Linked DNA regions of Mus musculus: regions 1 and 2 are each linked to region 3. Evidence: chromatin contacts called from public Hi-C data. All regions are on one chromosome and are shown on one strand. Each heading gives the region's core, a stretch centred on a gene start, on an enhancer-like site or on the middle of the called end of the contact. The rest is flanking DNA. Distances are from core to core; before and after follow the strand shown.

Region 1 (4,207 bases), core at 388-2,887, 200 kb after region 3:
TCTTGCCCTGAGGGACAAGAGCTCAGCTGCTCAGGGACTTGCAATGGAGGCAGCTGTGTGGCCAGGCTATTTGTTTCTGTCTGATGGAGGCCGAGACATTGCTCCGGACTGGAGCAGGGCTGATGAGTTCATTAGTTCAGAAACTGAAGAGGCAGACGTGTGCAGGAAGGATGAGGAAGGTTGACACGGGGGGTGGGGAGCAGATCGGCCCTGGCATGCATGGCGCAGCGGAGGAACCCATCCTCTAGCCAAGCAAACTGGGAAGCTTATGGGTTGCTGGTTCTCTGCCAGGCTCTGTGCTTCATGTCAGTGACACAAGAGAAAGATGAAGTGTCTTCCCTGTCATCACCCTTCATCAGTTCGCGCAGCCATCCCCCTCCTCAGGACTGCTGGTCATATCCATGAGCCCCAGCTCTTGCACCAGGGCAGGCTGGTGCTCTTAAAGCTCCCTGCTCTGCTGCAGCCCCCAGGGCACCCGAGCTCCCGGGCTCACCACATCACCCCAAGAAATGCATTTCATCATCATCCCTTTCAGCTAGAGCATTTCATGTTGGGGATACTTTTAATAATCACCACACTGAAGCACTGCAGCTGACTTCTGCACTTGGGAGTGCACACGTTGTAGGATGGAAATTTCCTGACTTCATGAAATCTCTCCCCATTAACACAAGTAATTCCTAATGACTATCAAAATCAGATCGCCTTGGAGTAGGGGAGATAGTTTAGTTAGGAAAGCACCTGCCCTCCAAGCACAAGGCTCTGAGTTCAAATGGTCAGCATTTATATAAAGAAGCAAGCAAGCATGGTTGCACTCATCGGTAACACCAGTGCTGAGGAGGGGGGACAGGAAATCCTTGGAACACAATGGCCAGCCAGTCTAGTCAATCAGTGAATGGCAGGTTCTCTGACAGAGTCTGTCTCAAATGGCAATGTGGAAACCAATAGAAGAACATACCTATGTCATCATCTAGCCTCTACATGCACATGTGTGTGGCACATGTGCACACATGCTGCAAACTCACAGGCACCCACATATCCAATATTACATACATTGAAAAACAGATAATCTTGAGAGTATAAACTGCATTTAAAATTAAGCTACCTTATGGATTAAGATCTGTGTTTCAGCCAAAGGATTCAGTGAGATCCTTGTAAATGGAACAGTTGAAAATGCCAGCATACAGGAGTAAGTCAAGACCAGTCCCTTCCATACTAACATGTCTCAGTGTTTTATGACTTCTAAAGCACAATGTAGATTTTAATATGCATGGTAAACAGAAAAATCATACTTCTAATATTGTTTTGAAAAATATTTGTCTTCTAAGAGTGGTAGGGTCTGGGCTTTGCTGGTTCACATTGCTTTATGGCCCTGGTATATGGCTGATGCAAAGCTATTCACTTTCTCCCTGATAGTTGTTAGAGAGATCAGTTTGGGCATATTAAAATAACAGCTTCACAGCACAGTCGAGTCCTTGGAATGTAATTAAGGTGCATAGACCTCAGAGGCATCTTCTCCGCCAATCACCAGCCATATTATTTCCTGGGAGCCTAACCCAGCGCTTCCTGTGCACACTGAAGTCAGCTGCCACTAACGGTTGCACACAGCACTGTGCAGAGCAGGCAGTTCACAGTTCACTGACAGCCCAGAGCACTCTGCTGATCTTTTCTTTCTTCTCTGTGAACCTGTCAGCAGCCCAAGCAGGTAGCTACACTCTCGCTTGATGGCACATGGGTTGCATGGAGGTGGCACATGATGCTGTCAGCTGTCAGTCAGCAGCTGAGCAGGAGTGGCCGGGCGACTCCCCGCTCCCACCCCTTCCTCTCTGACAGTGATAAATGGTCAGCCTGGTACTCAGCTAAGCCAGAGGGGCCCAGTCTTCCCCATGCAATCTGTTCCGGCGGATAGCCCCTTCCCTACAGCGTCTCTGGCAGTATCAGGCAGCATTATACTTAGGTCTGGGCCGGAGAGGACCTCGTTGGCTCTGTGGCTGCTACTCTCCCATAGAAAAGGAATTTTGGCATGATTTTGTGCACAGACTATAGCGGTACAAACCTCATAGTAAACTCATCTGTGTTCATTCTCCTTTCACACAGGGAATAAAGCAGACACAACTAAAACAATGTGATTTTAAGAAAGACAAATTGTGGTGGTCTGAACTCAGTAGTGGCTTTGTACAGGATGGCCTCTGTTAAATGAAGAGGCACCGGGCTTCTGAAGTCATTGTCTGTTTCAGGAGATCATAAAGGAAGAAAAGACTCTAAGAATAAAGAGGTGGGACACTGGCAAGGTTCAGCACAGACTGGATCTGCAAGATAAGATACTGTTCCTTTGCTTATGGATAAGTATTAAATGCAGGGTTCATATAGAAAAAAGAGCATCAGCGGCATTCTGTTATAGAAAAAAAAAACAAAACAACCCTGTGAGATAAGAAGGCACCCTCATATGGAACAAGGGAGGGGAAGTATAGGAGAGTATGTATGACACACTGAGGTTTGCTTAAAAAACACACAACACACATGCACACGTGTGGGTGTACACACACACACACACACACACACGTATATGCACGCATGCATACACATGTACACGTGCAACAAACCATCCTATTAGTTTGGGGCTCTGTTCTTGGTGATATATTTCCTTTTTGGAAATACAAATACCAAACATTTCAACTGTTCACAGTTATCACCATGGTAAACACCATGTAGCCCTGGAGCCTGTTCCTAAGCTGAAAGCTGTTGAACTACTCGGGGCTCACAGACTGTACCCAGCCTTGTGACAAAGTCCCCAGATGACCCCCTTCTGAATCACAAAAGCAATTCTGCAAACAACTTTGAAACGGCAAGGGGTTGAGAACACCCTAAGAGACCTCAAGAAAAGAGGGGTGCTGTGTTTCCCCTTGAAAACTGTTGTGTGGCCTCCAGAGCATGTTTAAAAGAAGGAAATATTTTTAAAACACCAATCTCTCCAAATTCAAGACAGGACTTGGAGATGATTAAAAGCAAAACTGGAAATGTCTCTGGGTTTCTCTCTCTTTTATTTTAGGGGAGAACAGAGGGAGAACACGGTGCCTGTTTGAATTACTTCTCTGCCTGGCTACCTCTCCAATTTTCATCTTTTCCGTTTTTGTCATCACTGTTATTTTCCTCCACATCGTGGGGACACACTTCCTGGAAGTCTGGTGATTTTTAAAATTGGTTTGAACATTTCATACTTCCATCAAAAAATAAGTTTTATGATGAAGCTGTCAACTGAACAATATGTCAATATTTTTTTTTTTTTAAATCCAGGCCCTCAGGATGGCTCAGCAGGTAAGAGTGCTTGCTGGGCAAGTCTGGCACCCGGAGATCAATCCCTAGAACCTTTGTAAATGGGAGGGAGAGAACCAAATCCACAAAGTTGTCCTCTGATCTCTACATGAGTACCACGGAACAGGCACCCACAAGTCTTTCTCTCCCAAGTCCCAACATAGACAGACAGACAGATATACACATATATATATATACATACACACACACACATATACAGAGACAAAAATACACACAGTAATACACACACATACACGGAGAGAGAGAGACAAACACACACACAAACATATACATACAAGCAGAGAGAGAGAGAGAGAGAGAGAGAGAGAGAGAGACCACTTAAAATCAACTCTTCGTGGAGTTGTTCTGAAGATGGTGTCTAAGGACCTGGCCTTCTGAGATAATGGTGCATTCAAGGCTAATTAAGGGAAGTTGGATAATTCAGGCAGTATCCACATTGAGAAACATGATGAACAGAAATCTCCAACCCTGGCTTTAGAAGTGACACAGAAAGGCCTTCTGTGATTATTTTTAGTTGTCTTTCTATGCTAATAAGAACATCTAAGCATTGCACACATGGCTCTGGGCATCTAAATTCATAAAGGGACAGAGTTGAGGGCAAAATGCTGAGTGTCTAATATCTTCCTTGTGTGTGTGATCAAGCAAGCACTTGCAGATTCTGGTGATAGGTGACTTCTGGGGAAATAGCCTAATGACTGGTTGGGCCGCTGCTGAATGGAATGGGAGCAATTTTTACAAATACAGGATTCGGAAAGGACGAAGGCAAAAGTGCCTTCCATAGGATCTACACTGGGAACAATCTGAGGTCTGCCTCTGCAGGGAGCATCTGCTTCCACAGAGATATGCCTAGAGGGGGTCCAGAGTGGACCACAGGTTT
Region 2 (3,760 bases), core at 297-2,796, 250 kb after region 3:
GCTTGGCAACAATGCACCTTTACCCACTAACCTATCTTGCCAGGCCCCCAAAAACCTATCTTATAGTTGTCTTGCATAAATATCTTTGATAGGAAAAGCCAGTTTAATAAAGGGAACATTGCTAGCTTTAAGTGATGTAGAGTGCCAAAGGTCATCTCATTTTGATCTCACAATAGTCCTGTGAGGAGGAACACAGGCTGGACCATCGAATTGTTAAGACTTAAAACTAAGGCCGTTTGCCTGTAACCTGTGATGGGCTGGTGCTGACCACAGCACTGCTGAAGAAGGCAGGGCACCTCTTCCCATACAAACAGGAACGAAACCAGTGTGACACACCCTGAGGCAGTGTGCTCCAAACATCAGTCAGGCCGCCCCTGAGAGTTCTCCCAGCTGCCCTACTGTTCGTACATTCTATACATAAATGTGACAGGGCACATAGTATAAGGACAAACGTGTTCTCTGTATTGTGAAAAGGAGTCAGCACATACAAGATATAGTGTATTAACACATACACACACACAGAGTTGGTGGTTTGTTTCTTCTGAGTTAATGTGCTCCCAATCCAGATGCCTCCGGAGCAGTACAAGGTTGCCTCTGTTTCAAGAAGTGTGTAAACCCCAACACATACAGGATGAGGGAAGGGTGCCAGGGATGGCAACAAGAGAGGCTCAAACACCCCAAGTTTCAGAAACATGGCTGACACCTGAGCAGGTGTCTGGGGGCAAGCCTGAGCCCCAGAATAAGGGACTGGCTTGGCCCCCTCCTGTCTTAGTTAGGGTTTCTATCTATTTTATCTGTATTTCATACTGTTATAAAACACCATGACCAAATGCAGCTTGGGAAAGGGAGGATTTACTTCAGCTATGACGCTTGGGCCAGACTCCATCTCTGAGGAAAGCCAGGGCAGGAACCTGGAGGCAGGAACTGAAGCAAAGGCAGTGGAGGAAAACTGCTTACTAGCTTGCTCCTCAAGGCTGCTCAGTCTACTTCCTTATGCCATCCTGAACCACCTGCCCAGGGTGGCACCACCCACTGTGAATGGGGAGCCTCCTACCTCAATTATCAATTTGGAAACTACTTGCCTGCAGGCCAGTCTTATGAAGGCATTTTCTCAGTTGAGGTTCCTTCTTCCCATATATGTCAATGTTGTGTCAAGTTGACAAAAACCCACCAGCACACCACCTCCTGTTTAATCTGCTAGCTGGAAATGAGATGCAAGGCAGAGTTTAAATATGTTAATCTGCTTTCCCAGATTGCAGGCTCTCTGAATAAAGAGCAATTTTAAAGACTCAATTCCTGTCTCGGCTCATTGGCATTTTCAAGTAGCAGAAAGCAAGGAGATCGGGTGTTCCTGTTACAAATGTTCAGCATTTATTTCCCAAGAGAAGCCCTGACCACCACCCCAGTGGTTAGGAAGCCAGAGCTCTGTTCACAGAGAAGGTGGGTACTTAACAGCATGGCAAGAGCCAGAGGGTGAGGAGGAGTGCTGTGTAGCTGGCTTCTGGAGCTGACAGGGCCACTGCACTCTTGAGCTCACTGCAGCTGTGACTGCCTGCCCAAGGCTGAGCACATCAACATTCCAAGGAAGATGAGGGAGGAGCTTATGAGGTCCCAGCCCTAGCTGAAGAACTCCTGGAAGTTAATGGTTGCTAGGGAACTGGGAGGGAGGGGTGTCTTTTTTCTTCAGTGGTGTAGACACTGCTAAGTTGCCTATTCTCCAGGAAATACCACCACCACCCCATCTATGCTCATGCAAGTAACCCTACTTAGTGGGTCATTTAAAAATTATGTGTGTATGTGTATATATATATATATATGTATGTATGTATATGTATTTATATGTGTATGTATGTATATGTATATATGTATATGTATGTATATATGTAATTCTATATAGCATAAAAAAGCATTATACACATGCATAAAATGGCTATGAAGTAGAGAAGTAGGATCCCCCTCATCTATTTATGAACCCCATCCCAGTATTTCAAAAAATGGAGCCTTTTTCTGAAAGCACTTTCCCTTTCCAGCTTGTGAGGTATATGAGCAGCACTCAAAGGAAATAGAGACTCAGTCCTGCCCATCAGCACTCAACCTGACTAGGCTCAAGTCCAAGGTCAGCCAGGGTAGCTAGGTGGCCATCATAGCAGCCCATGGCAGAGCCCCTAGGGAAGTCATCATGGAACTGTCAAATTCACAGACACAGGTACCCAAATCAGGGCTTCTGGTGACAGGGGACATGCTCATTCTCCCAAGCCCACCAAAGCCACGGCTCACCCTTGGAACTTTGCATAACAGCCCCAGCATAACTGGGGAAAGCTCTTGGGGTCAGGGGTCTATGCATGTTCTGGGTCAGCAAGGTAAGTTCTCAGAAGCGACAGAGAGACTGGGTCATATTCATTTCTCTGGCACATGAAGCCCCAGATCCTCCAGGTAGTACAGCCTTGCACACTAGTGAGCCTGGACCAGGAGCAGTGGCGGGCCTCTCTTCCACAGCCTGCCCTGTGCTGCTCATTGCTCTGTACCATTTACTATTTGCGGTACTGTGCCAGAAACTGGAGAGTCGTAGCCAAGATGGCCCCATGCCTGTGCCTCCTGGGCTTTGTGCCCTTTTGGTACTCTCTCTTCCTACACCAGGTTTGTACTCTGTGACCAACAGCATCCATCAGAAGGGGAGGTTATGTCGCTCTGACTTAGATCACAGCAACACTAACCCACTCAATCACTCACTCCAGAGTCACTCACTTGGGGAAAAAAAAAAGACACTCTTCCTTTCTTCTGAATAGGGAGGCCAGGTGAGACAGTAGGTGACATCTGAGCCAAGTGAGGGAGTTAGTGAGAAAAGGGGTACCCCCTGGTCATTTTGAACAACCCTGGTCTCTGTTTCCTGCCCCTTTTCTAGTTGGGGTCAAAACCACTCTGGTACCTCTCCACTGAACTATACATGTCCTCTTCTGGGTGGACTGTTGTGCCCATAAGTCCAACAGACGCCAAACTACAGATGCCAGTTCCCTGCACTGACTCCCCATCCCTCCAGGAATGCACCCTGAAAACCCACTGTTCCCTCAGACCTCTGCCAGGCTGTACCACGCACTAGCTAGCTCTAGTTCTTGCTGGCTCTTCCCTCACATGTACTAGTTGAGGGACAGTTGGTCTCTCTGCTGGTAACTCAAAACAAGCCCTGCTGGCCTCCCACATCCTGTGAACAAGTTTCTGGGTTATGGTTTTGTTTTGTTTGAGGATGGGTCTCTTTTGGCAGCCTAGACTAAACTCGAGCCTGCAGTCACCCAACCTCGGCCTTCCTGAGATGACAAGAGAGGCTGGTGGGAAGTTCTCAGAAGGCAATCATCTCCCCACTGCAACTTCAAGCTTCTAGTGGCTTTCCAGGAGAAACACAGATCTTCTAGCAAGAATGTCCAGGCTAAGAACCACACTGCTTGCCTATATCTTCTACCACTGTAGCCTCTAGGCTCTAGGTGACAATCCAAGCCTGGTTCAGTCACCTGACAACCTTTCACAAAAGACCAAGGCCTCCCCAGACAGTCTGACTTAACAGGACTGCAGTGTGAGCCTTAAAAAGAAAAAAAAAATTAATAGCTTAATTGAGATATAATTCACATTCACAGTACGACCCAGTGGTTTTAGGCTGCTCCCAGGGCTATACAATACATGCACATCATGTTCCATTTTAGAATGTCTTTATCACCCCCAGAGAAACACCATACTCTCAAGCAACGACTCCATCTCTCACAGGTCCCAG
Region 3 (3,810 bases), core at 346-2,845:
ACTCAGCCCTCTTAACTAGGAGGGAGATTTGCTGCATTAAGGCCGAGACTGCCTGGGAAGACTGAGGATCAATGTCCAGTCGGACCACACAACACAGAGGAGCCACAGATTTTTTTTTTTGGTAGGCAAGCAATTGTTGAGGGTTTACTATATGCCAGACTCTAGGCAAAGACTTTCAAGTGTTAATATCTGTCTCATAGCAGCCACCAGTGAAAAGTTTTACTGTCCCCAACCATATAAAAACTGTATGTGAGATCATGTGTCTGATGTACGTGTGTGGCCTGATGCCTGGATACCACACTGCCCAGATTCTAGTACCAGCACTCACCCATTTTCTGCCCCACTCATTGGAGACACCAAAGTGGAATTTAGTGGCTGACACAAAGGAGGGCTGAGATTTGAGAGGCTCAGTCACGAGGATGGATACAGGCATCTGTAAGACTCTGCCACAGTCCCCCCAGTCACCTCTGGGGTCTTTTGTTCCTGGGCTGCGGGCAATTGGGGCCTTGTGGCAATATGTTTTTGTGGTTCAGGGATGACCCTATATTGTCATGGTCTATTGCTTTTCTAGGCCTTTGCCCTAACTGCCCTTCAAAGGAGTCTGTGAACACCCGGTTCTCTCTGCAAACTTCATCTCTGAAACACCTTGAAAGCTCTCTGCTCCATGGTGGAACCCCGGCTAGCTCACCATCTGGTAGCAGAGTTTTCAGGGAAAGGGAACCTCAGGAGGATGAGGACTTGGGCCAGAATCTGCTGGCATGGCTCCATCAGTCGGAGCAACCTCACTACACAAAGGGTGGGCATGTCCTGGGAGTGCCGCAGTAACCGGGGCCATCCAATCATCACCAGCACCTGAAGGTGCAGCTCTGGGACACGGGGTGGTGGTATGGATGGAATGCTGCGCTAAAGAGCAGCTCCATGCCATGAAAGTACATACTATCTGCTTCAGGTGGCAGGGAGCTTGCAGAAAGAAAAAGTCAGGTCAGCATTTGACATTCTTGATCCAGGACAAGGAAAGGAGATGAGAGCTCTGTGATCACAATGGCTCTGCCTCCTGTGGCTGGGTCTACGTACTCGAGACAAAGGCCGAAGTGAGTGGCATTCACACCTTCCTGGTCTCTGCCCAGAGGTGCACACACCTTTGCCCTCAGACAGCACTCTTGTTCTAGGGGCATCTGCTTAAAGGGTGCTGCCCTCCCTTGAACCTGTCTATGTGGGCCTCACGCTCTGGGAAGGGGACTCCTGTTTTAACCTCAGCTATACTGCCACCCGAGGGCCGAGGGGGTAAGTAAGTCCTCTGCTTCCTTTTTCCCTTCCCAGGTCACCCAGGTGTCTATCCTTTGGGAAGGTGGACAGGGCCTGGCTCCTCCTCCTATGTGGCCCACCCATATCCTCTCTTTCACAAATGATAGTCCTTGTATGGGTGAGAGGCAACCCCAGACTTGGGACCTTCCAGAAGCTCCTCGAGGCTGGAATGTGGGTAGAGGCCTCTCTGAACCCTCCTTTCCTCAGAGGCTGCCCTTTCCACCCAGGGAACAACTGGGCAGTGCTAGGGAGCAGGGGAGGCAGCAGAGCTGGGATTCATGCAGTACCAGTCTTGGCCACAAGATGGCAGAAACTTCACTCATAAAACCTCTTTGGAAGCCATAGGAAACTCATGAGATAGACTTTTTCCTTTTTTCTTTTCTTGAACCCCACCCAGCCTAGGAGACTGGCTCTTCTTTCAGGCCCTACTAGCCACCCCTTGGCACTGAAATGGGTTCTGGGAAGGAAGACTGATGAGGTTGGCTCAGATCTGCCAGGCATAAGGTTCCTGTGCTGGACAGACCCCTGTTTCTGACTCGCAGGCAGGCAGCCCCAGCCTGGTTCACCAGGTGCCTCTTCCTTGGCCACAGGCCTCTGCCAGGACCAGTCCTTCCGGAGGAGAGTGCCGGCTGGCTGGACCATTCCCTTCCCACCTCCCATCTTGCTGACTTCAAAACAGTGTCTCAGAATCTCAAGAGTTCAAGGGTTTGTGTCTTTGTTTTTTTTTCTCTCTCTCTCCTCTCTCTCTTTCTCCCCTCCTCCCTCTTCCCATGCTTTCTCTTCTACTTTCCTCTCTCCCTCTACCTCCACTTTCTCCTCTCCCCCATCTCTGTATCTCTTTCCCTCTCCTCTCCTCTCCTCTCCTCTCCTCTCCTCTCCTCTCCTCTCCCTCCTCCTTCTTCCTCTCTCTCTCTCTCTCTCCTCCCCTCCCCTCCCCCTCTCATCACCTCTCTCTACCTTCCTTCCCTCCCCTCCCCTCCCCCCTCTCATCACCTCTCTCTACCTTCCTTCCCTCCCCTTCCCTCCCCCCTCTCATCACCTCTCTCTACCTTCCTTCCCTCCCCTCCCCTCCCCCTCTCATCACCTCTCTCTACCTTCCTTCCCTCCCCTCCCCTCCCCCTCTCATCACCTCTCTCTACCTTCCTTCCCTCCCCTCCCCTCCCCCCTCTCATCACCTCTCTCTACCTTCCTTCCCTCCCCTTCCCTCCCCCCTCTCATCACCTCTCTCTACCTTCCTTCCCTCCCCTTCCCTCCCCCCTCTCATCACCTCTCTCTACCTTCCTTCCCTCCCCTTCCCTCCTCTCCTCCTTTTCCAGTATTGGTTTTTTTTTTAACGTATGCATAAATGTATGGGGAAGGATATCACTTTAAGAACCCAGGTTGGGGTGACACTTGGCTCTGGAGATTTCTAGGTCCCCTAAAAGAAGGAATCAGCCCTACTTTTGTTCCAACCCTCTCTTTCCTTTCCCTGACGTGACCCAGGGCGCCTCGCAGGCCTTCCTTCTTTTGCAGATCCCACTGAGGAAGCTTCTTTCTGTCCAGTGGGCACTGCGCCAGGCTCACTGCTCTCCTGGGAAGGCATTAGCAGGCACAGGAAGTGTGCACCCTGCCAAGTCTGCCCCCACCCCTCACCCTCCTGAAGGAGTCCCTGCTGACCCTCCATATATGCCCCTCTTTTGTGTCTGAAGAGATCCTATGAGCAAGCAACTGTGGGGTAGAGAGCGGCCTTCCTCCAGAGCCCAGTGACCTCAGGCCCAGACAGATGGCCTCAGCCCAGCCGCACCTGTGAACACCACAGATGTAAGGAAGTGTCCAGCAGGGGCACAGTGGGCCCATCTGACCTTCAAGGCCTGCCTGGGGAAATCCATTCTTTTAATAAAATTAACAAATAAATATGCCATTCCGCTTACTGCAAATGCTCTAATAAGTTCGTCGTTAGTCACCGACATCCCCCAAGTGCCCAGCAGACCTGGTGCACGGCATGGAAACCGCATGCTCCTCCATCCCTGGGAAAGTGGGCCAGGGACCCCTCAGCTCAGGCCAGGTGGAGCGGCAGCAGGGCCAGCGAGAAACATGTCTGGCCCCAGAGCCAACTCTGACCCTGGTCCTGATCACAATCTGAGAAGCTTATGAAGAGAAGCGGACACATTAGCAATAAGGAAACTCACCATGAAAGGGGGGGTACCTATAATTCAAATTTCCTCACCCTTCTGTTATTGAAAGTAACATTAATTTTATTCCAAACCCCATCTCTACCCACCAAAAGAATTTAGGCTTAAGTGTTAGATCTTTATTTATGTCCTTATTTGTAAAATGTATCTGTGTATTTAATCAATGTTCACTTAAACATGTTAATGGCATGGAATCAGTTTTCTATAACAGAAGTTAAACTTGGGATCCACAGGAGCCACAGAAAACTGGGGTCTGACTTCTAGGAGGCTGGCTTCTCTTGCCTTAGGGGGAAAGGTCCAGCAGGACCAGGGAGGAGTGGAGGTCGATTCTTCA

Evidence for each region. Hi-C and Micro-C count contacts between places; a contact is called where the count stands out from the background.
Region 1: a Hi-C map of cerebellum shows a contact between it and region 3, with 2.3 times the contacts expected there. The contact joins two enhancer-like sites. A contact is called at or near these places in 2 of 39 promoter capture datasets (hippocampal neurons and liver), 4 of 484 Hi-C or Micro-C datasets (cerebellum, cerebral cortex, cortical neurons and 1 more) and 1 of 115 datasets of contacts at active chromatin or transcription factors (bone marrow-derived macrophages).
Region 2: a Hi-C map of cerebral cortex shows a contact between it and region 3, with 2.0 times the contacts expected there. The contact joins two enhancer-like sites. A contact is called at or near these places in 2 of 39 promoter capture datasets (hippocampal neurons and liver), 2 of 484 Hi-C or Micro-C datasets (cerebral cortex and frontal cortex) and 1 of 115 datasets of contacts at active chromatin or transcription factors (SST interneurons).

Annotation. Positions count from the first base shown.
Region 1 is chr14:64,322,119-64,326,325 of GRCm38.p6, forward strand. All of the region lies in intron 1 of Msra (methionine sulfoxide reductase A), which reads right to left. Among named protein-coding and RNA genes, the nearest start is that of Gm52131, 11 kb to the left of the region's middle. Within about 2 kb of position 1,638, at least 84 of the 459 cell types and tissues checked have an H3K27ac peak or open chromatin away from gene starts, as enhancers often do. A contact at or near this core is called in cerebellum and cortical neurons, where this site is marked.
Region 2 is chr14:64,372,070-64,375,829 of GRCm38.p6, forward strand. All of the region lies in intron 1 of Msra (methionine sulfoxide reductase A), which reads right to left. Among named protein-coding and RNA genes, the nearest start is that of Gm52130, 33 kb to the right of the region's middle. Within about 2 kb of position 1,547, at least 40 of the 459 cell types and tissues checked have an H3K27ac peak or open chromatin away from gene starts, as enhancers often do. A contact at or near this core is called in SST interneurons and cerebral cortex, where this site is marked.
Region 3 is chr14:64,124,411-64,128,220 of GRCm38.p6, forward strand. The region is part of intron 5 of Msra (methionine sulfoxide reductase A); the gene reads right to left. It overlaps 9630015K15Rik (RIKEN cDNA 9630015K15 gene), which reads left to right. Exons shown (of 4, transcript NR_167725.1): 2 at 1,170-1,284; 3 at 1,848-2,010; 4 at 2,994-3,221. Among named protein-coding and RNA genes, the nearest start is that of 9630015K15Rik, 10 kb to the left of the region's middle. Within about 2 kb of position 1,596, at least 51 of the 459 cell types and tissues checked have an H3K27ac peak or open chromatin away from gene starts, as enhancers often do. A contact at or near this core is called in SST interneurons, cerebellum, cerebral cortex and 1 more, where this site is marked.